Linked DNA regions of Mus musculus: all the other regions are linked to region 2. A link is a contact called in public HiChIP or PLAC-seq data. All regions are on one chromosome and are shown on one strand. Each heading gives the region's core, a stretch centred on a gene start, on an enhancer-like site or on the middle of the called end of the contact. The rest is flanking DNA. Distances are from core to core; before and after follow the strand shown.

The links. HiChIP or PLAC-seq counts read pairs in DNA pulled down with a chosen protein or histone mark.
Region 1: a contact with region 2 is called in an H3K4me3 HiChIP or PLAC-seq map of bone marrow-derived macrophages, with 2.7 times the contacts expected there. The contact joins the enhancer-like site here to the promoter of P2rx2 in region 2. A contact is called at or near these places in 23 of 39 promoter capture datasets (the 3T3-L1 cell line, 3T3-L1-derived adipocytes, the C10 cell line and 14 more), 7 of 15 datasets of contacts at CTCF or cohesin (the G1E-ER4 cell line, the NIH/3T3 cell line, embryonic stem cells and 3 more), 140 of 484 Hi-C or Micro-C datasets (the 3T3-L1 cell line, the AML12 cell line, B cells and 79 more), 20 of 115 datasets of contacts at active chromatin or transcription factors (the HPC-7 cell line, Th17 cells, bone marrow-derived dendritic cells and 9 more) and 6 of 9 other capture datasets (adipose tissue, embryonic stem cells, embryonic tail and 3 more).
Region 3: an H3K4me3 HiChIP or PLAC-seq map of embryonic stem cells shows a contact between it and region 2, with 4 times the contacts expected there. The contact joins the enhancer-like site here to the promoter of P2rx2 in region 2. A contact is called at or near these places in 14 of 39 promoter capture datasets (the C10 cell line, the HPC-7 cell line, cranial neural crest and 8 more), 2 of 484 Hi-C or Micro-C datasets (embryonic stem cells and liver), 3 of 115 datasets of contacts at active chromatin or transcription factors (all in embryonic stem cells) and 3 of 9 other capture datasets (adipose tissue, liver and pancreatic islet).

Annotation. Positions count from the first base shown.
Region 1 is chr5:110,419,098-110,423,491 of GRCm38.p6, reverse strand. The region is part of intron 2 of Fbrsl1 (fibrosin-like 1); the gene reads left to right. Among named protein-coding and RNA genes, the nearest start is that of Fbrsl1, 27 kb to the left of the region's middle. Within about 2 kb of position 2,346, at least 35 of the 459 cell types and tissues checked have an H3K27ac peak or open chromatin away from gene starts, as enhancers often do. A contact at or near this core is called in the HPC-7 cell line, bone marrow-derived dendritic cells, bone marrow-derived macrophages and 5 more, where this site is marked.
Region 2 is chr5:110,341,110-110,345,353 of GRCm38.p6, reverse strand. P2rx2 (purinergic receptor P2X, ligand-gated ion channel, 2) reads left to right here and starts at 2,319. Exons shown (of 11, transcript NM_153400.4): 1 at 2,319-2,574; 2 at 2,719-2,854; 3 at 2,950-3,021; 4 at 3,101-3,176; 5 at 3,253-3,349; 6 at 3,500-3,580; 7 at 3,665-3,803; 8 at 4,123-4,244. The coding sequence starts at 2,399. It overlaps Lrcol1 (leucine rich colipase-like 1), which reads right to left and starts at 624. Exons shown (of 6, transcript NM_001310709.1): 1 at 525-624.
Region 3 is chr5:110,468,157-110,472,315 of GRCm38.p6, reverse strand. No RefSeq gene overlaps it. Among named protein-coding and RNA genes, the nearest start is that of Fbrsl1, 22 kb to the right of the region's middle. Within about 2 kb of position 2,860, at least 11 of the 459 cell types and tissues checked have an H3K27ac peak or open chromatin away from gene starts, as enhancers often do. A contact at or near this core is called in embryonic stem cells, where this site is marked.

The DNA.
Region 1 (4,394 bases), core at 1,097-3,596, 78 kb before region 2:
GAAGTCAGGACTCAGACCTAACAACGAGTAAGGGTTATGGCTGGGGAAAAGAGGGTATCAGAGATAGTCACAGTTGAGCCTCATTCAGCATGGTCTTGCCCTGCTGAAGTCTGGTTGCAGCACTGTGAGATCCAGTGAGTCAGGGTTACTGCCTGGCACAGCTCACTCCAGGAGGGCATCGGTTACTTGGGTAACTTGGGTCAGTCCCAAGCTTAGACTCAAGATGTCTATCCCTGGGTAGCCTCCAGAGTCCTTCTGATGACCATGGGTCAGTAGGAGCAGGGGTCATTCCCCTAAAAAGAGTAGGCACGCCAGGTGTGGTGGCACACGCCTTTAATCCCAGCACTCGGGTGGCAGAGGCAGGTGGATTTCTGAGCGCCAGGCCAGCCTGGTCTACAAAGTGAGTTCCAGGACAGCCAGAGCTATACAGAAAAGTCCTGTCTCAAAAAACCAAAAAAAAAAAAAAAAAAAAAAAAAAAAAGAATAGGCATAGAGTGACTGCTGAAGGGCCAGAGCCATGGGCGCAACATCTATAGAGAATGCACTTGTGTGTACAGGACACACCATGTACATATGGTATAATGTGCACATGGGGTGCACTGTACACATAGGATGTATTATGCACATAGAATGCCATGTATTCAAGATGTACTTATGGCATACATGGAATACCATACATGCTTACATGCTTGGCATGGTGTGTTCATTTGGCATGCTGCCCATACATGATACACAGTATATGTAGGATGACATGCTGTGCATACAGGATACATTGTATATATAGGATAGCATGTTGTACATACAGGATACACCGTATATATAGGTTGACATGCTGCAAGTGTATCTTCCACTGGCTCTTCACCTTGAACAATGGGGAGCCAACCATGCGTCCACCTCTCTGGCCTACCCTGGGTCTGATGCCTGAGGGAGCTGCTGCCCCTTGCAGGGATTTTCCAGGGCTTATAGCAGAAAGTAGCCAGGCAGCCATATTCTTCATCCTCGGTCCAGGAAGTGAACTGCCCTATCCTTGTCTCCCTCTTTCAAGTGCAGAGGTTAAGTGGACTGTAGGAAGCCACAAGTAAAGCATTCGTCTGGGTATGAAACAGTTGAGGTGGTGTGTCTGTCTCCCTGTGACTACTCCAGCATGGATGGGACTCATCAGACTCCTGCATACCATCCTGGCTATGTCCTGTACTTACCCAGGGTTGCTATTCCTACGGTCTTGTTTGTGTTTTCAGCCTGAATAATGGGATTCCAGGGTCCAGTGGGCCTTTGTGTGTATCCCCTTGAAGTGTTCTAGAGCATAAAGGTATCTGGGGAGCAGGTGAGGTGCGTACACTAGATAGTATGCATTTCATGGACAACCTCAGACATGTACATGATCACACGTGTGTCCACGTGTGCTCTCTGGGTCTGGGTTCTGGTAGACTTTCTAACTTCTGCAAGTGAAAAGGGATACTTCTGGTCCCTTCATCATCTGCTCAGCAACAGATGGCTCAGGGCCCAACCCTTGGACAGGCTAGCTCTGTACCCAAAACCTCAGTGTATCTGAGTACTAGAGTAAACCACATGCTTCCTACCTGGGACAGCAAGCAGTTCACTTGGCCCCCAGCCCTGGAAGCGTGACTTCCATGTGCAGCCTGGTGTTGAGTAGGGGGAAGGAGGCACCTCATTGCTAGAGCCACTGTTCATGGCTGCTGGAGCCCTTTCTCAGCCTGCTAGTCTGGTTGCCCTGGTTAGCGGAACTCTGGAAATTGGCAGGCATTTCTGGGGGTTTACCAGAAATAAAGCCAGTTTGCCTCACAACACTGCCCTTGCTTTGGTCCTGCCCATTGGAGTGAATTAGGACTCTTTTCACTCTGCCCTCCTGTCTGCCCGAGCAGTGTCAGCTGAAGCCCTGTGTGTATTTCAGCCTTTGGCAGGCACTGGTGCCAAGGAGTGGACTCCCCCACTCTAGGTCCCACTGATCACATGTGGTACCTCAGTTTCTCTGCCTGACTAGTCGGTGACGTGCACACGAGTAACACTGAACAGGTTTGGGTTATCGTAGTTTCTATGTCCCATGGCCTACCCAGAAAGAATTACACCAGGAAGGAGGGAGTGTTTCACTAGTACATGCTGGCAGAGGCTGCTGGATGGTGGGGAAGCAGCCTGGCTCACCAGCCTACTTCATCCAAACTTCTGGACCTTGGGACATGCCAGGCTACAAGATCAGTGCATTGTAAGCTAGCTTGGGAACCCAGCAGGACAATATTGGCCTTTCTTTGAGCTCTTGTGAGCTCTCTCTGTCTGGAGAGACTAATCATTGCTCCACCTCCCTTCGTTTCACTTCCTGGAACTCTCCTGCCCTCTTGTCTGGAAGCCTTCTTTCTCCTTGCAACTTCCTCATAGATCTGCACAGCCCAGAGCCAAGGGCTGAGTCCCACCAAGAACAATTAAAGCCTGGAGCAAGAGAGGCAGCTCAGTGATAAAAGCACTGTATGCTCTTCCAGAGGACTTGGATTCAATTCCCAGCACCTGGGTGGTTGTTCACAGACTTCTGTAGTTCCAGTTCCAGGAGATCGATGGCCTCTGGGTCTCTGTGGGCGATGCATGCACATGGTACACACACATATATGTAGGCAAAACACCTGTACACAAAATAAAAATAAACAAATATCAAGGAAAGAGTTGTAAACCAGAGAGATGGCTCAGTGGGTAAAGGTACTTGTTGCTAAACCTGGCAACTCGTGTTCAAATTCCTGGAACCCACATGGTGAAAGGAAAGAAGTGATTTCCCACAAGTTGTCCTCGAAGTTCCACATACGCACTGTGGGCTGCATACTCACATGCATATATACCCAACATAGTGTATAAATTAAGCTACTACATGAGGCTGGATGAAAGACCAGACATGAGGCTCCATCAACATAGCCAGCCTATAAGACTAGTAAAATAACTGTGGTCTCAGAGGTGACCTCAGAAACCCAGAAAGGACTACAAGGGGAGAGGTAGAGACTGAATGTGGCTGTGTCCCCCTGGGGTGCATGTGCAGTTGCATGGACTCCATGTTGGCGGACATCCAAGCCCAGGAGAACTGCTCAGAAGTACCTGCCCGCCCACGGATTTGTAAGGGAGCTGTGTGTGTCGGCAAAGTACCTGTGGTTCCTCCCTGAGACTGGGCTTCCAGCCATTCCCTGTAAACCTCCTGGGCCACTGAGGTTGCACAGGAGCCTGTAGGCCATAGTCACCCAGACATGTTACAGGAGCAAACTTCAAATGATTGGAGCAGCCTTGACCTCTCTTCCATGTCTGGAGCCTCCTAAACTGGTGCCTGCAAACTCGCCCACCTTTGTCCATCCTTGTGGTTGTGTCACAGAACAAATGAAACACTGCCAACATAGAGCGGCCCTTTGGTGGTCGGTCCTCCTACCTTTCTCTGCAGTTTGCCCTCTTAGCACGTGCTGCTGTCTTTCAGGCTGGCTTTTTTTTCCCCTTACAGTAACTGGGAGCCATATGATTTTGAAGGCCCCATGCATGGAAGGGTGTGTGTCTGTCCGTTGTCCAGAAGGGCCCAGTGTACAAGAACTCGGGGCACGTTGGCTTGTAGAGCTGGTTATTTGGGTCGATGAGCGGATGGACTGGTGGCTGGTCTACAAGGCCTAAAAGTAGCTATAAGTATAGCTATTCTCATCTGCCCCCCCACCCCTCAAGCAAACAAGCCGCTTTCTGACTCTAGGCTGACGGAGGTTCACTGATTTCATCCTTCCATAAATGCCGGAGATGGAAGCATGGTATCTCCCTGCCTCTGGCATAGCTCATAGGAAACTTCCTCAGAGTGAGTAAAAAGCCAGAAACACCAAAGGGCAAGCAGGTGGCGCTGTTTTAGATCCACCTGGTTACAGAAGGTAATAAATATCTTCCCATGTGTCTGTTTCCAGAATACAGGACTCAGCTTTATAAAACTGCAGGAAGTGGGGTTTTCAATCCATGGACAACTACTTAAGAAAGGATAACAGCCCACATCACCTACAGGGTTCCACCATAGAGTCCTAGGGTACAGTACTCACTCCAGAGTCTGGCTTAGAGAAAAGATGGCTTCTGTAGGTATGTGCCAAGCAAAAAGCATGCCCAGCGTCCTCACAGTACAACTGCATTGGTGTATATTTCAGCCCTCACGAGTTGCCAGTGAGTCTTTGCCCACCGTGGGTCAGAAGAGAGAACACCCCCACGGCAGTCAAGCTGATGACAGAGATACCAGTAGATTCTCACTTGGTCTAGTAATGAAAAGTCCCTATAGAGTTCGTTCAGTCAGTGACTGGGATCACCTCGGGCTCCTCAGGCTGGGCTGGTTCCTCTGCAGGCTACCAGCCTTCACGTCACTGGGGCCTTAGACAGATGCCTGGGTGAGGGCC
Region 2 (4,244 bases), core at 1,070-3,569:
ATTGCCCATGAGAAGCCCAGTATAAAAGGGTCACAGATCACCACTGTTCATAAAGGACTACTGCACAGGAAAGCCCTGAGCGCACCGTGTTAAATAAATCAGCTAGTCACAAAAGGCCAAATACTGTTGAACGCCACTTACATAAGGGCCTGGGAATCATCAGGTCCACGGAGACAGATGGAAGAGTGGTGTCAGGGCCTAGAAAGGCACTGTTTAATGGGAAGATGTGCTCTGTTGGGCACGGAGGGCTATTGAGATCAGGCTACACCCTTCTCTAAGTTATTTCATATTGTACAAAGCAGGAGTTTTCCAGGGTGTGCACCGTCTCAGAAGAAGCCATTTTACAATGAACTTTTCACTCTGTTTTGAGGGGAAAGAGGGATGATTGCAACCGCTGGGTAGACCCAGAAACTAGACTATCTTTCTCCTGTTTCCTGCCAGGTACCACAGGACAGGAACAATCTGAGTTATTCCTGGGAGTAGAAAGGTAGTTTTTGGAACTGCTGAGTTCCCAGTGGCCCTACCTCCTTGCCTCAGGTCCACTTGCTCCTCTGTGCAGCGAGAGCAGCCAAACTGCAGTTTCCAAGCAGACGTCAGCCTTGAAGTAGAGGGTTACAGGTTAGCCAAGGGTACTTGGCCTCAAGTCTCTGAGCAGTAACTCAACTCCACTCCACTTCCTGCCCCGCCCTCTGCACAGAATGTAGAGATTCCGTGGACATGGCCTCCCACCATACTTTACCTGCTTTCCTGCTTTTTGCTTCTGTTCCAAATCAAGACCAGCTACCAATAGCCAAACAAACCCCTACCCAGCAGTGTAGGACACCCACTCTTTGTGCCCCCTCCCCACTGTCCTCCCCACCCCCCACCCCGCCCTAGGACCACAACTCCTTAGGCACCCAGAGTTCCCTTTCTCCACTCCTAAGTCAGGTGCTCATGTCTGGTGCTGACTCTGCCCCCTGATAATAGTCTCAGTTTGTTCTCATTTATCAATCCTTCTGTCTGTTCTATAGTGTGTGGGCTGTTCGTTCACTTGAGATTTTTGCCCCTGGGTGGGGGGCGTGGAGACTTAACCCAGGGCCTCACAAGTACTAGACAAGTGTTCCACCACCTAGCTCCAGCAGCTCTCCTTGTTAGCTCTTTAATGATTGACTAGGACTGACTACTTACAATCCTCCTGTCTCCACCTCTCAAGTGGTGGGATTACTGGTTTTGTATAAGCATGCTCAGCCTCAGGCAAATTAAAGCAGGACTTTTCTAAGAAAGAAGGACTCACAAAGAATGGCACCAGGATCCATGAAGGTCCTTGGTGGAAAACAGGAAGGATGTGATCAGCTTGGTGATTTCGGGTGGGGAGGTCCTGTCTGGAAGGGATCTGGACAACTGGCGTCTGAGATGGGCCAAGACCCAGTCTTTTGTTACAAAATATTCCCTAAAATTATGCATTCAGTTGTTCTAAATTAGATTGCCGTTGCTCCCTAGGCACTGGTCAGATTTAATCAAACAGTTCAAATATGCAATTTAGCTGTACTATTAGCAACAGCAAAGAGATGTCCAGGTTTGCCAAGGATGGATTTGCTCTGGTCTTACTTTGAAGTATTAGCAAAGATGTGGGTGGATCTTGAAAACACGATAAAGCCAGACGTAGGTATCGTATTTCAAATAAAAACCTTTTTGAGACATGAAGACTACTGTGGGAACAGGAATGGCGGCTTTATGGACAGGGGTTTGTTCTGAGGTGGGAGAACGGGTTTTGTGTTGTCCAATGAAGGGGACTGCACAACGTACAGCAGCATGTACTACACTCATTGGGTTGTTCATACGCTAAATGCATTTTATTTCCATAAAAGACAGCTTAAAATCATCTCGCTGAGACATATTAAGATGTTTGGTATTTGCTTCAAATAACCTGGGCGCAGGAGAGACCTGATCAGTTACCAGCAAACAATTTCGGTTTGCAAGGGGTGTGGGGGGGTTGGAGGGGGAAGCGGAATTAACATCCCAATGCTGGGCAGTTCCTTGGAGAAATGAGGGTTGGGGCTGCGCCCTTGTGTGTCTGCTATGAGAAACCTGGGGTGCCTGCCGTCAGCCCCTGATCCTCTGAGTGATGAGGAAAGCGCCCAGTGTGGAGCTTCTCTTGGGCTCCTCCCGGGGCTCTCCGGGCTGGCCTGGCCTCTCCGCTCTTCTTGTCACCAAACTGGAGTTGTGATCCACCAACTGCACCACCAGGCTGCACTCTGAGCCGCACCCCGCCGCACCTGCAGTCTTCAGTAAGACTGGAAAGGGACTAGATTGCTACTGTCACAAAGGGCGGGGAGCGAGGCCACACCCCCAGCCTGCCCACGAGAGGCCGAGAGTGTGAGGCGCTCCAGCAGCTCTTGTGGACCGAGCTCCTTGGGCCATGGCCGCTGCACAGCCCCGGCTTCCCGCGGGGGCGGCCATGGTCCGGCGCTTGGCCCGGGGCTGCTGGTCCGCGTTCTGGGACTACGAGACGCCCAAGGTGATCGTGGTGCGGAATCGGCGCCTGGGATTCGTGCACCGCATGGTGCAGCTGCTCATTCTGCTTTACTTCGTGTGGTGCGCCGGCCGGGGCACAGTGGGCAATCGGGCGGGAGGGGATACTCAGCCCTGGGCTTGTGCGGGCGCCCTTAGGGCTTTAGGAGAGGGATATCCTGGTCTCTCCAGGGTTGCCTCCGGAGCCGGCACCGCCCTATCCCACAGGTACGTCTTCATCGTGCAGAAAAGCTACCAGGATAGCGAAACCGGTCCGGAGAGCTCCATCATCACCAAAGTCAAGGGGATCACCATGTCGGAACACAAAGTGTGGGACGTGGAGGAATACGTAAAGCCCCCGGAGGTGCGGCGCTTCCTGCCCCAGGCCCGATGCTCCTCCGCGGTGTGACCCGTCTGAGTGAGCTGACAGGCCCACCGCGCCTTTATTTCTGCACCCAGGGGGGCAGTGTAGTCAGCATCATCACCAGGATCGAGGTTACTCCTTCCCAGACCCTGGGAACATGCCCAGAGGTGAGGCCGGTCAAGGGTGGTCTGGGAAAACCTAGGCCAGTTGCAGAGTCTACCCTCTAACCTACAATCTCCACCCTAGAGCATGAGGGTTCACAGCTCTACCTGCCATTTAGATGACGACTGTGTGGCCGGACAGCTGGACATGCAGGGCAATGGTCAGTGTGCATCAGGGACAGTGGGGAAGGCAGGGTTAGCCTGACCTCAGTAGATTAACCAGTGTGTGTCCTGTAGGGATTCGGACAGGACGCTGTGTACCCTATTACCATGGGGACTCCAAGACCTGCGAGGTGTCAGCCTGGTGCCCGGTGGAGGATGGGACTTCTGAAAAGTATGCAGGATCTACAGACCCCATCGGCAGTCTCCTTTCTCCTTACTGATGAAGATCAGATTAACTGGGAGGAGGAGGGAGACCATGTCCTCCTTCCTGCCCTTGGGATTTGGGGGAAAGGAGACTAAACCACTGTCTGTAACTTTGCAGCCATTTTCTGGGTAAAATGGCCCCAAATTTCACCATCCTCATCAAGAACAGCATCCACTATCCCAAGTTCAAGTTCTCCAAGTGAGTCTGAGGAGTAATTGCAAATGCCCGACCAGTATGTAGGCATGTGCTGGGAGCAGGTGTTTGTTTTCTGCTTCTCCTTAGGGGCAACATTGCAAGCCAGAAGAGTGACTACCTGAAGCACTGCACGTTTGATCAGGACTCTGATCCATACTGTCCCATCTTCAGGCTGGGCTTCATTGTAGAGCAAGCAGGAGAGAACTTCACAGAACTGGCACACAAGGTAAGGATCAGAGGGCATGGGGACAGAGAAGCTGGGTGTCAGCATTTGCTGCCTAGGAAGGGTTTTACTGCATCTAGATGTACCTTCTTTGTCTTGGTTAGCTTTAGCTGTGTTTAGGCAGAGGGGAGAAATGTGATCACGGTCTGTGCAGGCACCCGCTCAATTATTGACACCTGGTCCCATGACTGGTGCTAGTACCTCACTGCCTCCAAAACCAGAAATGACTAGCTCTCTGGACCTTTGGCTCTGAGCTGAACCCTATTCCTTGAGGTTTTTCTGCTTTATGTTCTTCAGCCCTCCTTGGCTCACTTCTCTGCAGGGCGGTGTCATTGGGGTCATCATCAACTGGAACTGTGACCTGGACTTGTCTGAATCAGAGTGCAACCCCAAATATTCTTTCCGGAGGCTCGACCCCAAGTATGACCCTGCCTCTTCAGGCTA
Region 3 (4,159 bases), core at 1,611-4,110, 130 kb before region 2:
GCAGTTGGCACTTAGGGTGAAGTGAGTGTCCAGCCCCGGCCTTTTTTTTTTTCCAGGATGACCCCTACTGCACACTACTAATAAAACAGTGGCCAAGGAGAGTGGGAAGGGAGTCATGGAAACTGATCACCTGCTGACTGTTCCCCAAAGGCTGAGCAGAGTAACTCTTGCCAGTGGGTGGAGCAGACACAGAGACAGGCCTAGCAGTAGTTACCAAAGCAACAACCACTTGTTAATGCTTAATGGGGTCACAAGACAGCTGTGGGGCTGCCCCACTGACCCAAAGATCCTTAGAGAGCTCCCCTGGGCTTGCGGGCAAGAGGACAGACAAGGTCTAACTGTGTCTGTTTCTGTCTCCTGAGAACGGTAATGTGCCCTTCCAAACCCTCTGAAAGAGTCTGAAATGGGGAGGCTGGAAGGAAGACTGGCCTGGAAAACTCTATGTAGCTCATGCTGGCCAAGCCTAGCTGTTCTTTGTTTTGTTTTGTTTTTGTTTTTGTTTTTTAAAGAAAGATTGCCACGAGAAAGACACAACAGAAAAAGAAGAAAAAGGGGATTAAAAAGAAAAGTTGCCACTGTATAGACCTGGCTAGCCACCAACTCTCAGCAATATCTTTTTTTGTTTGTTTGTTTGTTTGTTTTCGAGACAGGGTTTCTCTGTGTAGCCCTGGCTGTCCTGGAACTCACTCTGTAGACCAGGCTACTGCCTCCCAAGTACTGGGATTAAAAGAGTGCGCCACCACTGCCGGCTTCTCAGCAATATTCTTGCCTCAGCCACGGGGTTAGGGTTAAGTCTCAAACCCTGGGACAAAAGGCTGAGGTGCCTATTTAACATATCAAAGTGGACCTGGCCACCAGGTTCTCCCAGCCTCAACCAATTACTCAAGGCTTGTATACCCTGCCCCCTTCTCTAAACCTTTCTCCAGCCCAAGATCCTCTGGGCTGCCCTTCCCCCAGCTGCCCTTCCCTATATACTCTGGCCATTTTGGCTATTCCTCCTCTTTGGGCCTCCTAGCCACTATACCTAGTTCCTCTCCTTCCCCTCTCCCTTCCTCTTCTCACATAGCTCAGGGTTATAACCACTCTGGAATCTCCCAGATGTGTCTACCTCTACCTATGTTCTTCCCTCTATCTACAACAAATTTTCTCCACCATACCTAAGAACAGTCACATTCTTTCTTTTTTGTTTCCTCTTCTTCCTTCCTTCCTTCCTTCCTTCCTTCCTTCCTTTCTTTTTCTTTTTCTTTGTTAGGATTACAGAGATGTATCCAAATTCAGCAATGTTCTTTGGAATTTGTCTCAAAGAGCCAAGTCAAGGGGCCCTGGCAGAAGCCCTTAAATCTTACCTATTGAAACCCTCAAAATGTGGCCTCATTGGGAAAATCCCAGGTACCATTATGCGATGTCTCCATTCTTCAAGACAGGGTCTCTCTGTATAGCCTTAGCTGTCCTGGAAAGCTCTCTGGAGACACAGAGATCCACCTGCCTCTCCCTCCCCAGGGCTAGGATTAAAGGTGTGCCTAGGGGATGGCATTGGACAGACAGAGGCAGTGGATCTACATAGTAAGTTCTAGGACAGCTAGAGACCCTGTCTCAAAACAAACCAACTGAAAGTATCCATAGGTCAGCCAGGGTTAGGACAGGCTGGGAACCAAGGTCCGGTGCTTTTATCAGAGGAGGTGGGAGAAGGAAGACCTTGAGGAACAGAAGAGATAAGGGTGGCCAGGCCACAAGCCCTGGAGCCTCTGGAAAGCAAGAGAAGGGAGAATGGCCTAGGGACACAGCAGGCATTGAAGTCCTTTTAGGGTAAAATGTTAAGGGGGTGGAGGGATGAATTACTAAAATGCAAAACTATTCCCCTACTCCCACTTGCTAAAGTATTGACTAGCCAGTGAAGGGCACCAGTGCTGGCATTCTGTCTAGGCTATGTCCTACAGTTTCCTGGCAACAGCCAGGTGCACCTGACTCACTATAAAAGGAGCTGCTTGCCCCCCCCTCTTTCTTGCTCCCTTGCTTCTGCTCCCCCCCTCTCCCCATTCCCCTTCCTCCCCTCTCTCTACATGTTCATGGCCGGCCTCTACTCCTTTACTCTCTCTCTCTCACTTCCTCTCTGTCTCTATGCCCTCAACTCCCTTCCCCATGTCCTGAATAAACTCTATTCTATACTGGTCCCTCAAGGGATGCCTCAGCATGGGCGCACAGAGCCCCCCCCTGCCCCCCCCCACCTGACTGCACATCCACCAAACATATTCCTTCTCCTTATAGTTTTCTAAAACACAACAACCAACTGTGTCTCTAGCAATAGTCACGGTTCTACCCCTGTGGGGTTCCACAAGGTACTTTGCAACTTCATGGCACCCAACCACAGGTCACACACCAGATTCCACTCCCAGCATAAAGGCTGAGGAGAGTTCTCCTCTGCTTAGCTTTAATAGAAGAGACCTGTTTGTCTCCCAGATTTTTTGGTACCTATACCAGTAAGTCTTTGCTTACACTTAGCAATCAAGGCCTAACCGGTGCACTTTGTAATTCAAGTGTTAGCGGGAGAGGTAGAGCAAGCTCAAGGGTTCAAGGTCATCCTCAGCTAGGAGAAAGCTTAAGGTCTGGCGGAGAGACGAAATTCAATTCAAATAACAAAAACAAGCACTGTAATGTATGCCTTTAGTCTCCGTAGGGAGTAGGTGGATTTCTTGGAGTTTAAGGCAAACTTGTCTGCAAAACAAATTCCAAAACAAAAACAAAAAAGATACAAAAGAAGAGGGAGCTCCAGAAACGGCTCAAGGGTTAGCGCTGCCCTTCAGAGCCACAAAAGACTGCCACTTCCCAGATGGCGTGCACACCACTCCCATGCTAACTTTTTTACCTAAAAGTGTGTTCCCCCTGCAGCCTCCCCACCCACCACCCCTGTAGGCTGCCACTGTAGTCCCTTCACCTGGAGGTCATGGTGTTCTGATGATGATGAAGGTGGTGGCAATAACAATGACAATGACAGTGATAAGACATGAGCTGCTTTTCAGTTCACTGCAACAAAGACCTGACCTCCTCCCCACCCCTACCCCCTCCCCAAAAAAAAACAACTTAGAAGACAACCTGGTGTCAGTGGCACACAACTTTGATCCCAGCACTGGGGAGACAGAGGCAGTTTAGGGCCAGCCTGGTCTACAGAGTGAGTTCAGGGACAGCCTATGCTACACAGAGAAACTCAACAAGAGGAAGAAAGGAAACCTTACATGAATGAAAGACTCACCACCGTTTCAGAGACCACGGTCCACGGTTACTAGGATCCATGAGCCTTGGCAGAACGGTTACGGTACAGAACAGCTCATAAAGGAGAGGCCTGCTCACTTCATAGCAGGCAAGAAACAGGGTGAGGGTACAACCAGGGACCAGGTAGAACCTCTAAAGCTGCGCTCCCTGTGGCCTCCTCCCTCCGGCTGGACAGGATCTCCTAAGGTTCCCACCATCTCTGAATAGGCACCACTTTCTCAGCATGATGGCTGCTATGTCTGAGGGTTGGGACTAAAACATGGCAGGCACGTCTTTCCAGCCCAGATCCTGTGTACCCCCTTGGGGTCCTCAGGAGGACATCTGGCACAGCTGAGAAAGGAATGGAAGCTGGTCCCAACCCTGGGATTCTGGAGAGCCTCTTCCAGCCTTCTGGGCACTGGGTTCTGATTCCTATGTGGGAAATCTGCCCTGAATCTTACTCTATGCTCGTCGGGATACACAGCCAGCATCACCGCTTCCAGTCTTCTTGGAGAGCCACTACATGTTTGCCAATTGCTGGATATGACCCAGCTATTGCCATGGAAACACCAGAGTGTGTGAACTTTGCCTGGCACATGTATCCTTCTGACAGGGCACCTGCTACAAGCACCCTCCGTGAGAACAGCAAGGAGCCTACTAGCAGAAGGTACAGGCAGTCATGGACCTAGACTATGGCTGCCCAGGGCCACAGAGTCCTTTGGAGGCTATTGCACTCCCTGGGTGAGCCTATTTGCCTTCTTTTTACACTAATTGTACCTCAGCCACCTGAGAAACCTTCCAGCCTCCTCCAAGCAAAACCTTTAGTCAGTCTCCTGGGGGCGGGAAAATCCTCAGGAAGCTGGCAATAAGACACCAGGCTCGAACCTTTTCAGCCCCTGAGCAGGCCATAGCT